2 separate regions of the Canis lupus genome follow, and region 2 is linked to region 1. Evidence: chromatin contacts called from public Hi-C data. All regions are on one chromosome and are shown on one strand. The core of a region is the stretch at or near the end of the contact, and the rest is flanking DNA. Distances in the headings are between cores, read along the strand shown.

Region 1 (4,559 bases), core at 552-3,051:
CGACTCTTGATTTTGGCTCAGGTCACGGTCTCAGGGTTGTGAGTTGGAGCCCCGAGTTGGGCTTGGTGCTAGGCATGGAGGCTGCTTAAGTTTCTCACTCTCCCTCTGCCTCTGCTTCTCCCCCACCTCTAAAAATTATTAGTTTTGTAGTTATGGCTTTTCCAAAGGAGGAAAGAAAATTTATTATTTTTAGACATTTTTGAAGAATAGGATTCTTTCCATACAAGCATAGTAGATTATTTGCCAGCAAGTATTAAAATTAAAAATACCTACCCAGCTGTGTGGGAAGTCTGGAATTCTCTGGAATTCTTTTTTTTTTTTTTTTTTTTTTAATTGCATTGTCCCCCATGAATGCACTATGTTATGCCACAGGCCAGTCACCATCTTTGAGAGAGTTACTTCTAACACTTTGGTGTGTCACCTCATTCACACTTACCATATCATAAGAGAGTCTTTAATATTTTGCAAGAACCTTCCCCCAATCATAAAAATCACAGCATGATGGCCTTATAGTGACTATCTCAACACTGCAGTGCTAGCAGATTGCTCGGAATGCAGAAAAGCAAAACAAGATAAACAAAATACCAGTATCCACAAACAGAAAGCAGGTTCTTTTGGGGCGGTGCATGTCTTTTTGATGAGCTAAGTGTTGATTCTAACCCCAAAAGACAGAAAAGTGTGAGGTTAGATAAGTGTCTGCTAGATTCATGATTGCCATGTGGATTCTGTGAAGTCAGCTTCGAGGTCACCAGCGCTCGTTGCAGAGTAAAGGTCACCAATTGTTCATCCTTGCTCCGATTGGGCAGCTCCTGAAAGCAGAACGTGCACCACCTTCTGGAAGCCCTCTGCTAACTTCAGCTCAGCAACTGTGAAGGTGGATGCTTCTAGCAAGGGAGCTCAGGATGGATTCTGCAGGCATTGCTTGAGCAACGCCAAGTGGCCACTGGCCAGGGTCAAAGTTAAACCAGGAGATGGCTATCAAATGCAGTTGTTGGGTTTGGCACATCTCTCTTGAGCTGCTGCGGAGCAGGAAAGAGAGACGTTTGTTTGTGGCTTCAGTTCATCAGTTCTCCAGTGCACTCTTTAATCTGAGCCTTTTTATTTGCTCAAGGGAAAAACAAGTCTGCCTCCGCCCACCACGGAGGATTTAAATCGGACGGTCCCATAGAGTCCTCAGCCCACGCCTTTTTACATTTATTTTCCAGCAACCTTATTAGTTGGTTTGGGATGCCTTCTGCTTGTGTGAAAACATTTTCCAATAGATTTGCTGCTGCACATCCTATGATAAATCTAATTGTTTCCCCCTGAATCGTGCTGATCTGGGACACTGCATTTGCACTCGCATGTACGCGCTTGCACAAAGGATAGCGGGGCTGGATTAAGGCACGCAGGTCTGGCTGCACAGCCGCTCCCGTTGGGTTTTCTACGCTGTGGTTATCCTGCCTTCTGGTCGGTGAATAAATGCTGTTTGGACGGGGCCTGGCACAGATGCTTTAACCGTAAAGCTTAATGTATAACTAGTGTGTTTTTCTTCTGTGTCAGCAGTTGGCACCACGACACTGTAAATGCGGATTCGGTGAGTCGACGGGCGCGCGTGTCCGGGAGGGGAGGGCTGCCGTAAGCAGTTTTGAAATTCATGCCAGGGGTTGCTCTAAGCGATAAGGTAATTTGAGTAACCTGTACGGACTGTGGACTCGCAGGTTGCAAAAACAGGAAAGTCTCTTGTTTAAAACCCCTCTAAAGCAACATGCGGGCTTCGAAAAGAAGCAGGCTCGCGGTTAGGGATCGTACTTCCTTGTTGATAGGCTGCCGGTGACGCAAGGCCTCCTGGGATTGCAGCGCGGTGACCGCAGGCCCGACAGTTGCCCTGACCGGCCTCTGAAACAGGCCCGGGGCTTTCTGGACGGATGAGAAGTCTAAAAATTTCCCTTTTCATTTCCTCTCTTGTGTGACTTTGTCATTTTTTTTTTCTTTTCTCTAAACCGGTGATTGAAAAGGGAATTTTGCCCGTGCTCTGAAGGAGTTCATCTTGACTTAGTAGCTTCCCTCCCACTCCTCAAAAATCCCACCCTGAAAACCCCAAGCTAAAAAAATAAAAAATAAAAAAATAAAAAAAAAAAAAGCATCCATCCTGGCACATTTTTCAGTGAGCCTGTGTCTGATGAATCTGCTTGTGAAGCTGGATTCATAATGAGAAGCTCTTTAGAAACTGTATGATTTTTTTTTTTTTTTTTAAACCCTCTGGAATGTCTCTGTGTCCTCCGCCTTCTGGGAGTGTAAAGCCCAGGTAAATGCTGTGTCCTTCTGGAAACCCAACTGTCTCACGGCCAACTGAGAGGCTTGCTTGGGGTGGTCTCCGGGGAAGCTCCCAGTATATACATGCTTCTGTTCGGAAACATGAAAACAGATGCCATTCCGGGGGGACCCTGCTAACTGACCACAGCACAGAAAGCTCCATTGGCTAGATGCGTGGGCTGTCCTAGGCCTTGGAAACACTCTGTGTTACAAGAAACTTCAGAAAGGGGTTCTCCTGTCTGCCCTGGAGGGGATTCAGTGGGGACAGCTTGGTGGGCTGGACATGCTTTTAAGTGGCCGGTGCTCCTGCTCTCTGTCAAGGGGAGACAGAGGCAAACAGGTAGAAGCCATTTCCACACCCAAATTCCTCCCAAAATCCTTGTGGCTGTATTTTTTGTTACACATCATAAGCACATAGGCATATCCATATGTGTGCATGCATCTATGTACGTATGTACACACACTCACGTGTTATCTATGCTATTTGGCCCAGCCCACGAGTTCCTTTCATTTTTCAGTGAATTCAAAGAAGATAACATAAGGAAGAAGTGTGTATTTTACTGTTCCAGTAAATTACCAGTGTCACATGCCGAGTCTCACCAAACGAACCCATCTTTACTGATTCCCTTGTCTGGGCCCCGATGATCTACCTGGGATGTTTGCATGTCAGGCTGCTCTCTCTTTCTTTGGTAAGCCCAATATATCTGCCCCAATCATGTCATTGGGGCCACAAGGAAATGTAATCCTGCCAAGTGTGGGAGCTAATAACTGCCCAAATGTTAAGGTGATGCTGAAAGCAAGAGCTACTTCCTGGGTTATGCATAGGTGTTGTGGTGTGTGTGCATGGGTGCTGTGTGTGTGAATGAATGCTGTGTGCATGGGTACTATGTGTTTGCCTGGGTGCTGTATGTGTGCATGTGTACCATGTGTATGTGTATTGTGTGTGTGCATGAGTACTGTGTGTGTGTATGAGCTCTGTGTGTGTGCATGAGTGCTGTGTGTGTGCGTGACTACCGTGTGTGTGCATGAATGCTGTGTGCGTGCATGGGTACTACACATGTGCATGTCTACTGTATGCTGCATGTACTGTGTGTGTATATGAGTCCCGTGTGTGTAACTGTGTATGTACATGAGCGCTGGGCATGTGTGTGTGTGCATGTGTATCATCTGTGTGTGTATGAGTGCACATGTGCATGTCTACTGTGCTTTTGGTGCACGGGATGTCACAGGGCCATGGCGGGCAGTGATGGGGAAGTTGCTGGCATGGGGGTTGGGGGCCTGCTTGGGAACAGGTCCTTCACTTCAGGAGTTTTCTTCTGTTTTTTTTTTTTTTGGTCTTCTGTTTCTCTGTCTTTTCCCCTTTAATCAATATGCATGGACATTATAGAAACCTTAAAGACAGGTCGAGTGTGTTATTACATTTCTCCTTTCTGCCTGCGTCTCCCATGAGTTCTAAGTATCTTTTTGCTTCAGCCTCAGGACAAAGGAGAGAGCTTTGGGACTGAGATGATGGAGCAAGGATTCAACACCACACTGTTCTTTTCACTCTGCGCGCGTGTGCTTCTTGTGTGTCCAAAAGCCAGAAAGGAGAAGCCGTAAAGGGAAAATAGGCAATCAGATTGGAAGGAGAGTATAAGTTGGTATTTGTAAAATAAAACTTTATTCCTCTCCCCAGGACTCTGCCCCAATTTCCGGTCACTAACCTCAGTATCGGCACTGACCCACTTCTGGCTATTTTTATTTGTTCCTTGAAAATGCCCGCTGTGTGATTAAAGTTTACTCTTGTCAACTTTGTTCCTATCCTCCCTGCCATCTGAGTCCAAAAGTGCAGCCCTTCCCACCTCACTCCCAATAATTATGGGTAAGAGCCAGAGAACAGCAGGGTTTTATTGGCGATGTGACACATAGCGACCCTTTCCCCAGCCATGAGAGACATGAGGACAAGCAGCTGCTGCATGCATGTAGAGCCCTCGGCCTGTGTCTTCACCTTGTGTCTGGGTTCCCCCTCCAAAGCACCACACTCCCCTGGAGATAGTATCTCTGGGTCTCAGTACCTTGGGTGGGAGGGGCAGGTGTCACTGATGCCAGGGCTCTGGCCTCAGCCATGAATGCACAGGTACTTATCTGGGATTACACCCTAAGTCAACAGTGGAACCGGGAAGTGGACTCGGGGTCCGGCATCCTATGGAAAGTTGGATGTATTTGCTTTCCTCTTAAAGCAAACTTTGATTTACTCTTTAATAAGTTACCATGAAGGATATAGT
Region 2 (4,607 bases), core at 436-2,935, 400 kb after region 1:
GCTTCAGGACCCAGCACGACCACCTCCTCTTCTCTTTGAACTTCCCTCATCTTGCCACAGCATCCAAAAGAGGCCCCCTCTGAACTTCTGACGGTGCCTCTTGTTTGGCACTTTCTTTTCTATTCCAACTAGATAGATATCGAGCGAGTGTCTGATATGGACCACCGCCGTGCTTTTGTGCCTCACTGAATCCCCTACTACGAGGTTTATTTATAGATGTTGGCTGCAGATACCAACCCAAAGACGCAAAGGGAAAAGTCAGCACTTACCTTCTTTCACTGAATCAAGGTGCACCATAATTTTCAAAACCTGTCTCTCAGCTTACAGACGTGCAAGCCCTCGAGCCCTCGCCCATAGAACCGAAAGAATTGAAAGAGTATTTTAAAACCCCAAAAGAGGACAAACATGAAAAGAAGCTGAGCTTTTCAGCACTCCCCATTAAGCAGGCTGCACCTCGAATGTTCAAAACAGTACATTATCTCTTCAAGTGTCTTCTACACGCTTCGTCCTGGGGCTGAATATTTATTTCGACTTTCACCATTTATTTCCTTTCCACCAAAGGAAAAGAAAGAATCAGAAATCAGAAAGCCACAGCCCATCACTTTCTAAGAAATGGCCCTCATTCTGGCACACATATGTAGATAAGCGAGTCTTTCTGTCTTTCCAAATATAAAATAACATATATAGAGAGAAAGCAGCTATTAATTAATCTAATTGAGGACTGATTATCCAGTCTGGATTGGACTCAGACTCTCACTTTTCTCCTTTATTCTTTTCTCCCACTCTAGTGGGTATCCTGGCCCCCATGGACAGCTGGCTTGGGAAGACAGCCATCACTCTTTTACACAGCAGTTTGGACTTGAACTCTTACAAGATCCTTGCACAGTGTTTGTACCTGGTTTCTTCATAGTTTGCTTGGTCCCCTTAATTAAACTGGATCACTCTAGGCTGGTTTTTCAGAGGATCTTGATGATTTAAAACAAAACAAAGCATTCTCTGCTTAGCCAGGCCAATCGAAGGATGTCTTCTGGTCCCTCCTTCAATCGCCTGGGGTGGGAGTGGGGGTGATCTACTATGTGCCCTGCATGGAGACCACCAGTCTTTGGGGGATGCCCTCCAAGGGTGCTTTGAGGAGTCACTATTTAGCAAGTACAAAGTACTGTGGAAACCGAAATTGTTTTTGAAAATGCTAAACAATAAGACATTGCTCAAAAAGGCCTTGGTCCTTTCAGTTGTTTTACAGGAAATCCAACTCAAGCAGCCTTACACAGCCATTATCACTTAATTACCTATATAAATCTCACTAGCAACTTCCATAACTTCATTTGCAAATGAATAGGCACACCTCCTAAATCATCCCCTCCCCTCCTTTCCTCTCTCTCCGGAAAGCCATTCCCCCCAAACCCAGAGCTCAGAGAAACTCCGCAGCTGTGATTTGCAGAGGCTCCTGGATGCCCCGTGTCACACCAGGCCAGCCTGCACCTGGCACATGGCAATGTGTGCTCCACAGGTCCCGCTTCCCGCTCACACCCATAAATCCCTGCTGGCATCAGTGGGGGCAGAAGTATGGCAGGAGCCTGGCTCCATCTGCTTAAAAGGTTCACAAACCACAGTGAACCTCTTAGTGATCTGAGGCCAAGTTTCCGGTATGTAATGAAAACTGAAACCTGGTTTTGGGTTTCCTCACCAAATTCACACAGAGCTAGTCATGGTGAGAGACGTGTGAGGTAGCAAGGACAAGCAGCACGAGGGTACAATGGAGACATGGCAGTAAGTGGCAGAAATAGTTCTGGCTCTGCCACCAACTTGTGTGGCCTGAAGCCCGTCACCCACACTCACTCCACTTAGGTGGCTTTCTGTAGATTTGAGTGGGTGCTATTGAGCATGACTTTTCCTTCTGGGACCTGTAGGGGGGATCCAGGGCAGAGGACTCTGAGATAGTAGCATTCCCCCCGAGTCTCTTATTTACAGCACACAGAACCTCAGGATGCCATGGCCATCCCACTCATAGCAGCATTATGTGTTGCCCTCTGCCTGCATTCTGAAGAGTTGCTTTTATTTCTTTAGGCTTCAGCTTTGGATTTCAGGCATATTTATACCTGTTTGGCTTTTGACTTAGTGGAGAACACCAGAAGAATGGCTACATTATTTCGAGGGTTCGCCTAAATGACCTCCTAGATCATTCCCAGCGTGGCGCTCCTGCGCGTTTGCTAAATGCCGTGGCGGAAAGAGAATGGACCCGGGCTGTGAAGTCAGGCATACATGGTTCCAACTTGTAGTCCTGGAATCTACTAGCTGTGTGACTTTAAGCAAACTACTTAACCTCTCTGAGCCTGATTTCCTCATCTGAAAAACCAGGCCAATGCCAACGATCACACTGAAGAGTAAGCAAGTACTTCCAAGACCTGGAACAGAGTGCCTAGACAGTAGATGCCGATGTCAACATTAGATTCCGCTTTTCTGTATTCACATGCGTCTCCTATGAGTCAAAAATGTAGGCCATCCTACATTTGAATATTGCTTCTTTCTTCTCACCCAGGGTCCCACTTCAGAATGAAGGAAATAAGGAAATAAACAATAACCCTCAGAGGGCCTTCTGAAAGCATCACTCATCCATTGAAATGTACTTTCCATTCAAAAAGTGGGTTATTAATTATTCATTCCTATTGGAACTGAAATAAGAACAGAGCTCACTGTTACGACCTGGAGCTTGACAAGAACAAGAGTTTTCCAACTGCTTGATTTCAATCATTTCCTGTGATCTTTGTAACATATTCCAAATCTCAGATTTGCAGCATTGAGAATCAGGCAAACTTTAGACTGAATGACTGTCAGGAATATTTAGTAAATGCCCTGGAATGACTGTTCGCTTTACTTTCATTTCCATTCCAGGCAGTGCATTTCTTGAGGATTATTTCACTGCATGGGTGGCCCGAGTACCTTGGCCCTCAGCCTGATGGCTCATTCCAACGCTCTGGGCAAGCAATAACCACCCAAAAACGCAAGCTTCTCTTTCATGCCCCAGTGGCATGAGTAACATCATTAACTCTTCGAGGCTGAGGTTTGGGATTACGTAAAAACCATTCGCCACCCGCCCCCCCCCTTAGCAGTCAGAAGACCAGAGTAACAAAGTGTTTGCAGCCTCTTTTCATGCCAGATGTGGTTGCCCTAATAAACAATCCTTGAGATATTTTTTTTCCCCAGTGATTACATTTCATCGGGATTGGGGGCTTCAAAATGGAAGCTAAGTGCTGCCTACTTCGAGTTCCAGCGGAACAAACAGGCAAGAAGAGACTCGGCTCTGAAACCCTCAAGACCAGGGGAAATGCGGCTGACATGTCCCCAGGAGCGAAAGGGCAGGAAAAGCACAGCTGTGCAGTATGGGGTTTCACGGGCTCCTCTGGAGATGAGCTTTCTAAAGAGTGAAAACCTTGCAGGACGCTGGCAGGAGGAGACACAGGAACACATTTCCTACGGGCCTTGGGCCTTGGGCCTTGGGCCTTGGGCCTTGGGCCTTGGGCCTTGGGCCTTGGGCCTGCGCCGGGACCAACCAGAGGCCGGCGCTCGGGCACTGCGGGTTCCGCGCGCCATCTGGTGGCTCCGGGCTTGCATTGCAGGCACCATCCCCGCTTTCGCCCCATCGGGGCGTCGTTCCCGCAAGGAGGGCTTAGAGGGCTTTGAAGTCCTGTTGGGAGGTGATCACCAGGGCCCCAGAGGAAGACACCAAAGGCCAGGTGTTCTGAATTCCATTACTTATTCTACAACAGGATACTGAGGCCCCAGTTTCTCCTGGAAAACAGAGATAACTACCCTTCCTCTGACACAGCACCGTGAGCAATCATCTCTGAGCTGTCTGGCCCTTCACATTCTCCTTCCCATGTCACCGTCTCCCAGCTCTGGGCACAAGAGTCCCCCTCTTGCCCCTGCCTGGAACAGACTTACATTCTCGTCTTAGCCTTCTGGATCCTCCACTTCCCAAGAATCAGTCCACAAGTGCCTTTACATTCCCAGAATACCTTTTGCTCGCCCTCATGTTTCCAAAGCATATTCCAAGAATATTGGATTCATTATTAAGAATTGTAACCTTGGAGCGCCTGGCTGGCTCAGCTGGAAGAGCATGTGACTCTTGATCTTGGGGTTGTGAGTTTGAGTTGGATGTAGAGATTACTTTAAAAAAAATAAACGTTAAAAAATTCAGGGGCACCTGGGTGGCTCAGTGGTTGAGCATCTGCCTTTGGCTCAGGTCATGATCCCAGGGTCCTGGGATGGCATCCTGCATCAGACACCCCTCCGGGAGCCTGCTTCTCCCTCTGCCTATGTCTCTACCTCCCTCTGTGTGTCTCTCATGAATAAATAAAATCTTTAAAAATAAAAATAAATTTTAAAAAATTTTTAAAAATCACATCTTTAAAAAAAGGCATTCCACTTTGGGAAACTCTTGGTCATACCAAGTTAAAACATGTGGGACATCTCAAGAGCTTCGACCTTCAGAGATCAGAGCAGATTTTTAAGAAGGAACTACTGTTTGCTATATTGCTAAACTTACTTGACATCAAAACCTTTTCCCCATTCTTACTTTGAAGTGCTTCTTGACATATTGACTTGAT

Evidence for each region. Hi-C and Micro-C count contacts between places; a contact is called where the count stands out from the background.
Region 2: a Hi-C map of blood shows a contact between it and region 1, with 4 times the contacts expected there. The contact joins two enhancer-like sites. A contact is called at or near these places in 3 of 9 Hi-C or Micro-C datasets (amygdala, blood and skin fibroblasts).

What each region holds. Positions count from the first base shown.
Region 1 is chr4:5,309,505-5,314,063 of UU_Cfam_GSD_1.0, forward strand. LOC111095431 (a long non-coding RNA gene) reads left to right here. Exons shown (of 3, transcript XR_005357751.1): 1 at 1-2,287; 2 at 2,814-2,984. The region is part of intron 2 of LOC111095430 (a long non-coding RNA gene); the gene reads right to left. Among named protein-coding and RNA genes, the nearest start is that of TOMM20, 150 kb to the left of the region's middle. Within about 2 kb of position 1,802, at least 9 of the 20 cell types and tissues checked have an H3K27ac peak or open chromatin away from gene starts, as enhancers often do. A contact at or near this core is called in blood, where this site is marked.
Region 2 is chr4:5,711,221-5,715,827 of UU_Cfam_GSD_1.0, forward strand. No RefSeq gene overlaps it. Among named protein-coding and RNA genes, the nearest start is that of TARBP1, 18 kb to the right of the region's middle. Within about 2 kb of position 1,686, at least 9 of the 20 cell types and tissues checked have an H3K27ac peak or open chromatin away from gene starts, as enhancers often do. A contact at or near this core is called in blood, where this site is marked.